Regions from separate parts of the Mus musculus genome. Here region 2 is linked to region 1. The links are chromatin contacts, called in public HiChIP or PLAC-seq maps. All regions are on one chromosome and are shown on one strand. The core of a region is the stretch at or near the end of the contact, and the rest is flanking DNA. Distances in the headings are between cores, read along the strand shown. Region 1 overlaps Tspan9 (tetraspanin 9). Region 2 has its middle 12 kb from the start of Gm52879.

Evidence for each region. HiChIP or PLAC-seq counts read pairs in DNA pulled down with a chosen protein or histone mark.
Region 2: an HNF4G HiChIP or PLAC-seq map of pancreatic cancer cells shows a contact between it and region 1. The contact joins two enhancer-like sites. A contact is called at or near these places in 5 of 39 promoter capture datasets (cranial neural crest, frontonasal cranial neural crest, liver and 2 more), 12 of 484 Hi-C or Micro-C datasets (astrocytes, cerebellar granule neurons, cerebral cortex and 5 more) and 10 of 115 datasets of contacts at active chromatin or transcription factors (CD8 T cells, DN3 thymocytes, the NIH/3T3 cell line and 5 more).

The regions. Positions count from the first base shown.
Region 1 is chr6:127,988,493-127,994,461 of GRCm38.p6, reverse strand. All of the region lies in intron 1 of Tspan9 (tetraspanin 9), which reads left to right. Among named protein-coding and RNA genes, the nearest start is that of Tspan9, 44 kb to the left of the region's middle. Within about 2 kb of position 2,716, at least 117 of the 459 cell types and tissues checked have an H3K27ac peak or open chromatin away from gene starts, as enhancers often do. A contact at or near this core is called in embryonic fibroblasts, muscle stem cells and pancreatic cancer cells, where this site is marked.
Region 2 is chr6:128,086,894-128,092,862 of GRCm38.p6, reverse strand. It overlaps a transcript of Tspan9 not described here. Among named protein-coding and RNA genes, the nearest start is that of Gm52879, 12 kb to the left of the region's middle. Within about 2 kb of position 3,737, at least 66 of the 459 cell types and tissues checked have an H3K27ac peak or open chromatin away from gene starts, as enhancers often do. A contact at or near this core is called in embryonic fibroblasts, muscle stem cells and pancreatic cancer cells, where this site is marked.

The DNA.
Region 1 (5,969 bases), core at 1,467-3,966:
CCTTCCATGGGTTGGGCCCAGGCCTAGGCTTAGGTGCACACTCCCACCACCTCAGTGAAGCCCCAGAACTCCCAGGAAGGCATGACTGCTTTTGTTCCTCAATTTTCAAGAAAAGATACCCAGGGCAGCTGAGAGATGCACTCAGTTTTCACAAGCATTGGCTGTCATGGCAGCTGTGTGACTCAGGGCCATGTTCCTCCCTGAGAGTTACCCTGGCCACTCATCCCCATCTATGGGTTGAGCCATGCCTGAGCTGTGGAGATAGTGTTGTTAGCTAAAACATCTTAGTGCTGGACCAGATCACAGCCAGGGAAGATTGCCTAGGGGAACCAGCCAGCAGGAAACAGCCAGACATTAGGCTTCTGCCACACTGCCCCCCTCTCAGCACCCTCTCTGTGGGCTGGCTTTGTTTGGGGAGGCTGAGGAAGACAGTGAGGGCCTCACTGGTTTCCTGTCTCACAGGAATAGGCTGTAAGGCAGTTAGAGACCCTGGCCTGATAGCCCATGTTAGGCAGGGGGTGATGGTGCTCTATCCTACGGCCTCTGAGAAGCATTAGAGACTGTGCAACCTCTACTTAACCATGCCAGGGCTCCTCTGTCTCCTGTGCAGTTCTTCCCTCTAGAAAGCTAAGGTTTCCAGATGAAGCCTTGACCCACAGTCCCAAGCTTCTTCAGGGTCGGACCCTGGATTCTTGCCTGCTGGGGACCTCTGGGTGTCAGTTTCAACAGTAGGCCCTGTTGGGGACAGTTGACCCCAAATAGTGTCCTCTAAGGTAACAGATCCTCACTTGAGGCTGTTTAATGTCTTGTGGCTTCATCTTCTTGACCCAGACTCTTCCCCTTCCTCAAGAGGCTGTCAGCCACAAAGGCCTGGGTCTCTAAAGATGAGTAAACTAGCTTTCTCTTTTGTCCCAGTCTGAACAGCCTCTCACCATTTCCTCCAGGGCTCCAGATACTTCAGGAGCTGGGATGCTGAACGCCTCACCTTCTGCCTGTTTGTCTAGCTTGTAGGAGGCCAGGTCACAGCCGTGGTCTTGGGTTCTAGCCCTCCCCAGATGGTATGGGGTAGACAGATCCCAGGAGCAGAGAGGCAGCTGGTGGCATGGCTGTCCCTTCCCAGAAGCCACCAGGCAGTGTGTGCTTTGGGAGGAGTGCTGGCAAGTCCCTCTCACCGCTGCACCCGACCCTGTGCCGCAGGCAGACAGTCAACATCGGTGGCAGTGGGGCCCTCCAGATGGTGAGCCCCCCAGCAGCCCCCTGAAGGGGACCATGTGGCTGATAGTCTCTTTAGTCACACTTTGAAAGCCAAATGATGAGAAAGGACCAGCAGGAGCCAGGTCCCACGGACGCCAACAGCGCAGAAGGCAAGCATGTGGTCCACTAGATTTGTACCACCAGGACCTTCTTCCCGCCAGTTGGGAGCCCTAAGGGTCTTCCTTTCCAGGGCTCTGTTCCTCATTCCTTTGGAGGGCTGTGAGCCCAGCCTGGCCTCGCAGCAGGAAGCCCTGAGCTCCAGTGACACCAAACACTCATTTCTACTCTGCACCTCGGTTCCTCCATTCTGGGTATCCCTGACTTCTAGAGGCCACACTGCTCTTAGAAGAAGCCATAGGATGTTCATGCTGTAGAGTAATTTCTGTATAGACGCTAAGAGATCCTGAGATGAAGAGATGAAGACACTGCCAGCGTCCTTAGGTACCACTCCACTCCCCTCCATCCCCAGGAGGTCCTATGCCTTTGTTTCCTGCTGGCAGCGCCTGGTTCTGGAACTCTTCAACACTCTGATTGGGCCATCCTTGAGCTGCCAGGCAGGCAAGCAAGCAAGCAAGCACGCAAGCAGACGCCTGGACCAAAGCACATTTCTTGCACCTGCCAGTTTGGTAGAGTGATCTGGAAGATGCCAGGCTCATTTCTGCCTCTCAGGGCTTGGCCAAGGGAGGTGCAGAGGCCAGGGAGGATGTCCTTAGAGCAGTTCCTGGGCCTCCATCCTCAAAGTAGAAAGGGAGCATTGACTTCTGCCACAGGAGAGAAATAGTTTTCAGTTTTCTTTTTCTCAAAGCATTTGCGTGTTCCAGCAGTGGAGCAAGGGACATTGGGTCCCAGCCTAGCTGAGGTGGAGGGACGTGGAGAAAGGTGGGGTATGATGTATCCTCAACTTGCCACACGAGCTCAGAACACCTCCCTGGGCCATGGTGACCTGTAAATTGAGCAGGGTGGGAAAGGGCCATCTGCTGGTTCTCCCATGATGGGTGTGTCCACGCTCCCTTCATAGAGCCTGTGCCATCAGCATGGTGACAAGCCTCTTGCCTTCATGAAAAGCCGGCTTGCCCTTTGCTTGTGTTCAGATGGTGTTGGCTGGCTTCGTGAGAAGCCTGAGGTTATATTTTGAGATCCGCTAGGCAGGGTTGTGTGGTTCTTCTCGTTGTCCGTGGTTGTGCACACTTTGATCCAGTCCCCCACCACAGTAGAGTCGCCCCGTGGCTCACGTCTACAGCTTTCTTGAGGGTGTCTGGTGTGTTTCCTGTATGAAATGATTTCCTGTTCCTGTCAGAGCACCCAGAACTGAGAACCTCTGACCTTCTCTCTGTCAGCCATGTGCTGTGCATCCAAGATTGTCCCGCTGGTTAGAGAAGCCAGGAGCTCTGTCTCATCCCTGCTCTGTCACCCAGGCCAGCTTGCTCATGCTGAGGCCAGCTTGTTGGCAGTCAAATACACTGTCTTAAGAGGGTGGATCAAGGACCATATCTGTGACTCAGAGCCTTTCCTGGTGCCATGACATAGCCCTTGAGGTATGTGAAGCTGGGCTCTTAGCCTTCCGTGCCTGCTGTAACCTTCCAGGTCTGGGGAATACCCAGGTTGATAACAGTGCATGTTAGGCTGCCCAGGAGAAGGGGCCTGGGCCTGGGAGTAGCGTTGGGGAGAAAGCAGGAGAAAGCTGTTCACACCTGAACTTTTCTCTTCTCTCCTTCCCCCTCCTACGTCTGGGCTTTGGGGGTCATCTTAGATCTAGGTGCAGAACTAGTACATACCTGTGCCTGGGCTAACTTCCAGAGCCCAGGGGGTAGAGATGAGAAAAAAAATGTTCTGTGTGAGGGTCCCTGGTTGTAAGAAAGAGGAGGGGACAGGCTGGTTGTGAGTAACTGATCTTGAATGATGGACAGGCTCGAGATAAAGGAAAGGATGTTGGTTCTTTCTTTGCTTTATTCTTTTCTTCTTAGGGATTTTTTGAGACAAGGTCTCAGTACGTAGCCCAAACTTGACTTGAATTCAATTCCCTTCTGCCTCAGTTTTCTAAGTGCTGGGATCATAGGTGTGTACCACCACGCCAGCAGGAAGTCGGTGCTTAAAAAAATAAAAGTTCACATCTGAATATAAATCTAATGTGTAAGGAAGAACTGAGGGGGATAAATCAGTGGACATTAAAATCCTCCTCTCCACCCCCCCCCCCGCCACCCCCAATTCTGTTCTCCTGAGCGAGCCGCTGCTCACTTGTTGGTGTTAATAGAGATGTGAAGGAGATTCTTCAGTTACAAAGGACACTAGCTTAAAAGATGGGGACCCCGGGCAGTGATTTTTCATATACCCCAGGAGTCCTGGGTCAGTCAGCACCACACATAGTCTCAGAGTACAGAGGTGGGTGAGCCGGGGAACCAATGGTAGAATACAGAAATGCAGAGTAAGAGGTGGCTGGGGCCAGAGCAGCTCCTGTCCAGAAAGAGAGCCCTGGGCTTTCCTTAGACCCCCTAATGGCAGGGCCCCCTGCTTAGCTAACACGTTGATTTGCTCTGGTCTCTGGGCAAGAGAAGTTAAGTCATTTCTTGCCTCATAGGTTTTATCGCTTGGTCCCTGTTCTGTCCTCTGGGCTTCATGGAGGATGCACAGCCTCCGCAAACTGCTGCCTCGTTCACACACCTAAAACCCACCCACAAGGCTGATGGATCAGTAAGTGTAGTCCTTGCCACACAAGCCTGAGACCCTGAGCCGTGCTGCCCAGCACTCATGTGCAAAGTACAGTGAGACACTTTGTGGTTTTGACCCAAGCACCAAGAGTCTGGGACAGGACCAGCCAGCCTAGCCAGATCAGTGACCTCCAGCTTCCGAGTGACCCTGCTTCAGAAAATAAAGTGGGGTGCAATCGAGAAAGATGTGCAAGATGGCTCTCTAGCCTCTACTACTCAGACACACACATACAACCCCGCCTCTTGTTCCTTGCCGTACCTCCATGCTTTCAGGCCTGCCACTCGGATTCCCACATGGGCACTATTATCCCTGTGCCCTCTAGGGCCGGTCCGGTGTGACTGGAGAGGGCGGGGCTGCTGGCTAGGCTTTCGGAGCAGGTGAGGCGTAGTACCCTGTTAGAGGGTATGCGGTGGCAGCAAGAAAGGGAAGCCCATTCCAGGCCGAGGAATGGCAAGCAGGCAGGAATGTTTATCCACGGCAGGTGCACACTGTGAGCTTCTGCTGGGGCCAGGAGAAACCCCAGCCCCCTGGGCTCCCCCCTAGTCCCATGCCCTTATATGGCTGTCCTTATATAGCTGCCCTGCACTCCAGGACAGGGACAGAGCCCCTCCTACTGTACACCCAAGGCTCGGGCCAAACCCAGGATAGGCTTATCATCACAGCCGGAGTCAGCTGTTGGTCTGGGAAGCCTTCTCGAGTCCAGCATTTTGAGATGTGCAGCCAGAAATACAACCCTCCTGCTTGGCAAGAGTGTAGGATTTTGGCAGGCTGCCTCATGGCCTATTTTAGACTGAAAAGAGCAGAGAGAGGTACTTCTCAGGCTCAAGCCAGGACCCTCCCTGGGCTAAGTGGGCTGCTAGGGCCTTGTTTTCCCCTCCAAGAGGGAGAGGGTCAATGATGAGAGCTGGGGCTATTTTAGGGTGACCACAAAGAAGGATTTCAGAATTTCATGGCAAGAACTGGAGTTTAGAGAGCTGGTTGACCCCAGGGTGTATAATGGGGGCACGCAAGCACGTACGTGGAATGTGTAGAAAACAGGCTCACTGGCCTGTTCTGCCTTCCAGAGGTGCCCTGTGACCTCAGGGGATGGTTTATTTGCTACAAGGCTACCCTGAACAGACAGCAGTCTCTAAGAAAACCAGTCAAAAGAGGCCAGAGACACGGGAATAGAGGCCATTCTGTGGCTGACAGGTGCCTGCTGGGTCGGTGAACAAAGTAATGACGGTGACTCATGAGACACAGAGTTGCCTGCAGCTTCACTTTAGACTCTGGAGCTGAGCAGATGAACTCCTCACAAGCCCCTTCATCTGAGTAGAAGGGACAGATGGTGGAGATGCCCTCTGTGGGCTACAGCGAGGGAAGCCGAAGCCCGCTAAAGGCTGTGTGGTATGCAGCCTACGCGGTAGGGCAGGCACCTGATGTGGTGCCACAGCTCAGGAGGCTACCAGGAGGGACTAGGGTGGGAGAGCACACCTCGTCACCACTCCCCATCACTTCCTCCGGGACCTTTTTTCAGAGATGGGATGGATACTAATGATGTTGGCCATGGATATTCATTCAGGAAGAGGAATAAAAAGAGTTCAGCTCTCAGGGGCAGTGCGTTCTCCAGTGTTTCTAATGCTGTGCATCAGCCCAGCGGTGGGTCCTCCGGTGGGACTGCCTGGTGTCCGTAGGACTCTCAGAATCCCCAGCTGTGTGGGGACAGCTCTGGGAAGTCTGATATATCCAGGGAAGTAAAGGGACCCAAACTGCAAAGGTAGGAGCAAATCCCAGCCCTACTGGTTCATAGGGTGACATTTGCACCCCTGCTAAGGCTGAGAAGGTTAGACATAACGGCAGCGTTGGCACCCTTCTGTACAGAAGGCTGACTGTGCCCTGAGCACTCTTCTCTCTATCTCGGCCCTGACCTATCCTGTCCCCTTTCGACCCCGCTTCTCTCCTGGGCCATTCCCAGCCTTAAGCACCCATTTGCTTCTTGTCCTTCCATCCTTAAACCCTGGCACTGGAGC
Region 2 (5,969 bases), core at 2,488-4,987, 97 kb before region 1:
GGTCAAGCTCCAGGCAAGTGCTTTCCTTTTTGTGCGAGCCAGTATTGACCTTGAGTCTCCATCCCCCATGCTGTGGCTAACCCAGAGCTAAACAAGTCACAGTGTTAAAAATAGCCTCACCCTCACTTACATGTCCAGCGTGCTGCTTCTGCGGCGTGGATGGGTGATAGACCGACACTGTCTTCCCAGTTACCAAGTTACCAGTTACTGACATCTTAGTGTAGGTTAATCTTGTAGATATTTTGGCCTCAGAAGGACCCATGTAATGATCCTTTGTTGTACCAATGGGGGCATGTTAAGGTTTTCGGGAGGAAGGAACTTACCAGGCATTTGACAGACATCAGGGGTGAACCGAAGCATGCGCTCAGATCACACTATGTCTGTCTTGCCTCTTGGATGGGCAATACAGCCCAGGGTTCCGGAGGGCCCACTGTTTCTCTCAGGATAGCTGCTTTAGAGTTGACAGTCGCTCAGGTTTCAAGGCCCACAAGCAAACTGGAAGCTAGATGGCCTTCTATAAGACAAGAAGGAAGGAGGCCTTGGGACAGTAGCAGCTAGAGCTCTTTTGAGTCCTCAGTCTTCCAAGGTTGGAAGTAGGGTCTCTGAGGTGTAGGCCGAACTATGAGGCCAGCTGCCTAACAGGAGGGCGACCGCTAGTGAACACGAAGAAGTAGAGAAGATGGATGGGTGAGCCAGTGACTGGTGCCCAGGGCGGAAGGATGAGGGAGGTGGTGTGTGACATGGAAGAGACAGTGATGCTGGCACAGATGGGGGAAGGAGGGGCTGCATGAAGACAAGTGCGCAGCCTGGGGGCCCCTGGCTGTGGCAAGTGACAGGAAGAACAGCTGAAAGGAACCAGAGGAGGAGAGGAGGAAAGGCCACCCAGGACAGTAGGCATGGTCAGGACTGACATCATGCTTTGCTGCCTGCCGATTCAGGCCAATCGCCATTCCAGCCTTTCTGCCCTTTCTCCTAAGCCCTTGGATGGACATCTGGCAGGTCTTCTGTTTTGTGAGGGTGTTGCACTTTTTTTTTTATCTGGCACTCACGACTCCTGTGTGGGTTCTACTTGTGGTCACCTAGTCTCAGTCTGGACTTGTTGGGGAGGGGGATATAGCCCCTGAGACTTCTTGGTGGCCTTGTTGTGGTGCCTGCTCTTCCATGTGCTGGCCACTAGATGGCAGCAGGAAACCTGTTGGTTTTTTCCAGCAGGTTGTTTTACTCAGTCTAGCTTTCCTGGCCATGTGGCCCTCTGCCTCAGTCTCAAATCACATTTGTCACAGGTTCTTAGATGGTTCTGAGGCAAGGCTGAGTGAGATGAAGCCGCATCAGTCTACTTTTGAGAAGTGGCTGTCTCAGGACACTGTCACAGGCTTGGAGGTGGCCTTTCAGCACCCTACCTGTGGCCAAACACCCTTTGTAGGGTGTTCCTGCTGTAGACTACACTCTAGCTGTGCGTTGCAGGGCTGTGTGGGGCCCAGAAGCAGAGAACTGGGCTCTGAGGAAACTGAGACTGCCCACCTCCACCTCAGCTTGGCAGCCTGTGTGGTTGGTGCCAGACATGGAGGGAGGGGTCATGCCTAGGGCAGGACTAGCCTGGGAAGAGCAGTGCTGTAAGATCAAGGACAGAGCTTTCCTGCAGCAGGGACATACAGCACTAGCAAACTCCCTGGAAGCTCAGCTTGAGTCCAGAAGTGGGCGGAGTCTGCCGATTTCATGGCCCATCTACTCCCAGCAACCCCTGGGTGTAGTCCCCCATCCCACAGCTGGTCATAGCCACGTGTAGCCTTAGATCTCTGCAGGGTAGTCCCACAGGATGCCAAGCCACACCCCATTTCAGGTTCAGTCTTCAGTGCTCTGAGTGTTGTTTCTGGGTCTGCAGTTTTTGTCTGGCGTCAGGGCTCATATGTCTTTCCTACAGTTTTGTGTCAAGGACTGGGCTGTCCTCTTGAGACCCATGGCGTGAACTGGAGTCTCAGAGAGGTCAAGGGTATTTTCAACGTTTCCAAGATAAAACGCTGAACTGGCCATTGATCCGGAGGCTGGGACATTTTTTATTCTTCCTGTAATGATCAGCTTTGCACGTGGCGGGGTTAGTGGGTGAAAGAGAAATTCTCCCAGGATGCCAGAAATGGGGACACGATCTGTCACCACCCCCACCTACTACCTCTAAGTACCCTATTAGTCTGTACCCCAAACATAGCCAGGGATGGGACCCTAGTTGTTCTATGGAGATACCAGGTGGCCCCAGCTGCCAGAGCCTTCCGCTGGTTAGTGATGCTATGTAGGCATCTGGTAGGGGATGAGAGTGTTTGGTGGTGTGCCTTGCACTTCTAACTGGCCTATCGAGCTAGTGTTGCTGCCCAGACCCTACCCATGGTAGTTGCTCTCTCTGGGACCCCATTCTAGGTGGCCTCCCCGTGTGGAAGCACTGTCCACGATGGGGGCAATGGTGGCATGACTTCATGTCAGTGCCCTCTGCTGGGTATTTTTGAGGTTCCAGGCTGGGGTGGGGGTCCTAGGTCCTTGTGTAGGCGTGCCTACTTTATCAGCGGTCCTCCATCTGTGTGACAGGCTCAGTAAGGAGGTCCTTGTACAGTCCTTTTCCCTACCAGTATACACCTTCGAATCCCAGGTTATGTCCTGACCTCCTGATGTCCTGGCTCCCAGCCCCTTCTTTTTGCTTCTCGGCTCTGCCTGCAGCCGGCTTTGTCACAGACACCTTCCACTGCCCTCCACAGGCTTTGTGCTGGTGTCTGTGTCCACCCAGGGCCTACCTGCATGTGGGGCTCAGCGGAGTACCGCCATGTGCTCCCATTTCAAAGGCTTCTGCTTCCCTCCCTCCCAGCCAGCCAGCCAGCCAGCTTGGCTGCGTTAGGCCTCCTTCCAAGCCTCCAACATCCTGCTTGGCTTGTGTCCCCCCAACTCCAGCTGCAGCTTCCCTGTTGTGCTTCTGGCAGAAGGCGTGCTGGTGTGTGTGTGTGTGTGTGTGTGTGTGTGTGTAGGGGGGGGGGTTCCTTCCCCTTGGCTTCTTTTCTCCCTATTACATCAGCTTACAGCCAAATACCCCTGGGGTCTGGTAAGGGAGGGTTTTTCATTAATTTTTTTTCCAATGGAAATAATTCCACTACTTGTCAGAGGGAGTTTTGCATGCATTTCCTTAGTGGGGTTGGCTTCCTACCCCCTTTTTTTCCCAGCCTCATAGATGTTCTTGAAGTGGGCAGCTTTCTTCCCTTAGCTGAGCTGGGCTGTGCTGGGCTGGTGAGGAGGGGAGTTTGGGTCTCTGAGCCCAACTTTAGGTATCTGGGTCCTGACTGTACTGCTCACTGGCTGTGTGACTTTCAGGATAGCGCTTGACCTCTCCAGGCCTCTCGGTCCTTCGTTTATCCTGTGTTGGTGGTGAAGGGTAGTTCTTGCTGGTTCTCTGGCTTCTGGCTTTGGTATTGTGATTGTATCGGATTGGCTCTTGTTCCAGGGTCTAGTGCTGCAAGAGGCCCCGGAGATCCACACCCTCTGTGCTCAGGAGGCGATGGAGCCTAGGGCTTGGCTAAGAGTGAGCAGGTCTCTAGCTGGTTCTTCCTGACCACGTCCGGGATCCCTGAGTGGGAAGAAGCCCTCTACCTCTGTTGTAGCCAGCAGACCTCCTCCTGGCCTCTCCCCTCTGTTCCTTCTTCTCTTTGCCTCCCTTTCTCCTACCCTGCTCCCCATGTCTCACCCTGGCTGATGGCTCTGAGTCACCAGCACCATAGGTGGGTAGGTCCTGGCCACTGCCCTGTCCTGCTCTTCTCTACTCTCACTGGACTCTCAGCTCAGCACCAAGTCTGGCTGCTGCTGACCTGAGAGGGGAGCCCCTCTAGGCCCTTAGGCCCAGAGTTAAGCCCACCCCCTCCTGCCCAGGGCCCACATCTGGCCAAGGGCTCAGTTTTCCCAGCTGTAAATTGCCTCCTGCTGCCCCCTTGGTATCTTCTCAGGTTTCAGCTTCATGGTCCTTGTTCTTTGTGTGGGGGTGGGGAGTGTCTAGGGAAGGAAGAAGGTTCAGCATGCTGTTCTCTCTGCATGTGTGAGGTTGAGGAGAGAAGCCTTGGCTCAGGTGTTGGGTGAGCTGGCATTTTTTTTTTTTTTTTTAAATCAGGTAGCAGAGCAGCAGCCTGTTTGAGTTAGATTCCATGGGCGCTCCCAAGAGGCCAGCCTTAGTGTACGGTGTCTCTATGGTGGTGGGAGTGTCTTCTGTTATCTGCAGCCTGGCTTGCAGTGACTTGGAGATGCTGGCGTTCTCCCCACCTCCGTTTTCCCCTGCTCCTTCTTGGCGTATCCCTTAATCTCATGTTTAACCACAGGGATCATCTTGACTCCCTGCGCCCTTCAGGTGGCTTTGCTCCCCCTCACAACCCATGAATCTCTGGCTCCTGCAGGTGACATGTGGGACTCAGGTCACGCCCTGTCTCTATAGATGCCAGCTGGTTGCCTGGGCCAGGCCTTTGCTGCAGATCTTGCCCTTGCATTGCTATGGCTCTTGATTCTCCCTTCAAGGGGAAAGTCTGCTTATTTGGACTACAGAAGGGTAGACATCTCAGGGCAGCCACCAGCACTGCCTGGGAGTGGATGTCACCATGGGGCCATGGTATTTCCTGGTTGGTTTTCTGGGGTGGCTCTGGATTAGCCTTGATTTTAGGTATCTGGCATCAAGGGGGGATGCTGTTGCAAGCAGAGGCCTTGTCTTGTGGAGCAGGATACAGGGCAGTGAGGGGGCTGTAACCATCGCTAGAATCAGAAGTGTGTTCATCCTAGGCTTTGGGGCTCTGGGTCAACCCAGGGAGGGAAAAGCTTGCCTTTTGCCCAGATGGGCTAAGAACGTGCTGCCCCGGCACCCCCTCCTGCCCAGGCACAGAGATAATCCCTGCATAGGCATGGCTTCTTGGGAGGCCATGCTGGACTTTAGGTCTGGTATAGGATGTTAAGGAGACCAGGGGAGTTACGCAGTGAAGGGCCTGAGTCAGTTCTGAACTATTTGCAGGTGTGTGTGTGTGTGTGTGTGTGTGTGTGTGCGCGTGCGTGCGTGCGTGCGTGTGTGTGTGTGTGTGAAGAAGGTGGGTAACTGGCTTGCAGATGAGAAGGGTATTCTGGAGCTTATGGTGTGAGATCCCATGGAGGTTTTAAGGTGGGGCGCAGGAGGACCTAGAGCAAGTCTTTATGTCAAGCTGGTGGATGGTGCTGTGAAGGTTGGGGCAGTCCAGTCGGAAGTGATGGGATGCATGGATGTGGTTAGGTCAGTGGAGGTCATAGGGGACCCAGGAACCTGTACCAGTGGCCCAAAGGGCGCCATGGGACTCAGTAGACACTTACCCAGAGGTCTTTGGAGTCCTGGCCAGAGGGATGGGCTGAAGTTTCTTTTACCCGAGATGACCCCCATTCACTTAAAACTAGCTCCCCAGTGCCCAGACCTCTCTAGCCCTCTGAACTGTGGGTGCTCACAGGGGCATCTGAATGTGAGCTGGCTCCTCCTCTGAGCACAATTTCAGTGGCTTTTCCAGCAGGTCCCCTTCACTTCCAGCATGGCAGCAGTGATGGACGCTCTGCTCACCTCTGTGCTTTGAGGATGCTGTGGGTCTTGGTGCCACTCCCTTCTCCCTGTCCCCTCTGCTACCAGGGCCTCTGAGGAAGCCTGGTGTGACCCTGTCACCCAGGGCCTGCCTTTCTGTTGCTTCTGCCGCTCCATTGACCCTGGCCCTTATTCGCTTCTGGCTTTCATGGTGGTGGTGCAGGCCAGCCCGTGTGTTTTGAGCAGAGGCAGGCCTGTGGGATTTGGCCTGGCATCTGAGTGCTTATACAGCCCAGGGCTAGTGTCTGGCTGTATCCTCTGGATCAGGTCCCTCATCTGTAGCTCCAGCCTGGCTCCACTGTGCCCTGGGGCCTCTCTTCCTTTCCTTTTTGTGGGAGCAGTGCCTCACTTGAAGCCACTGCTTTGAATA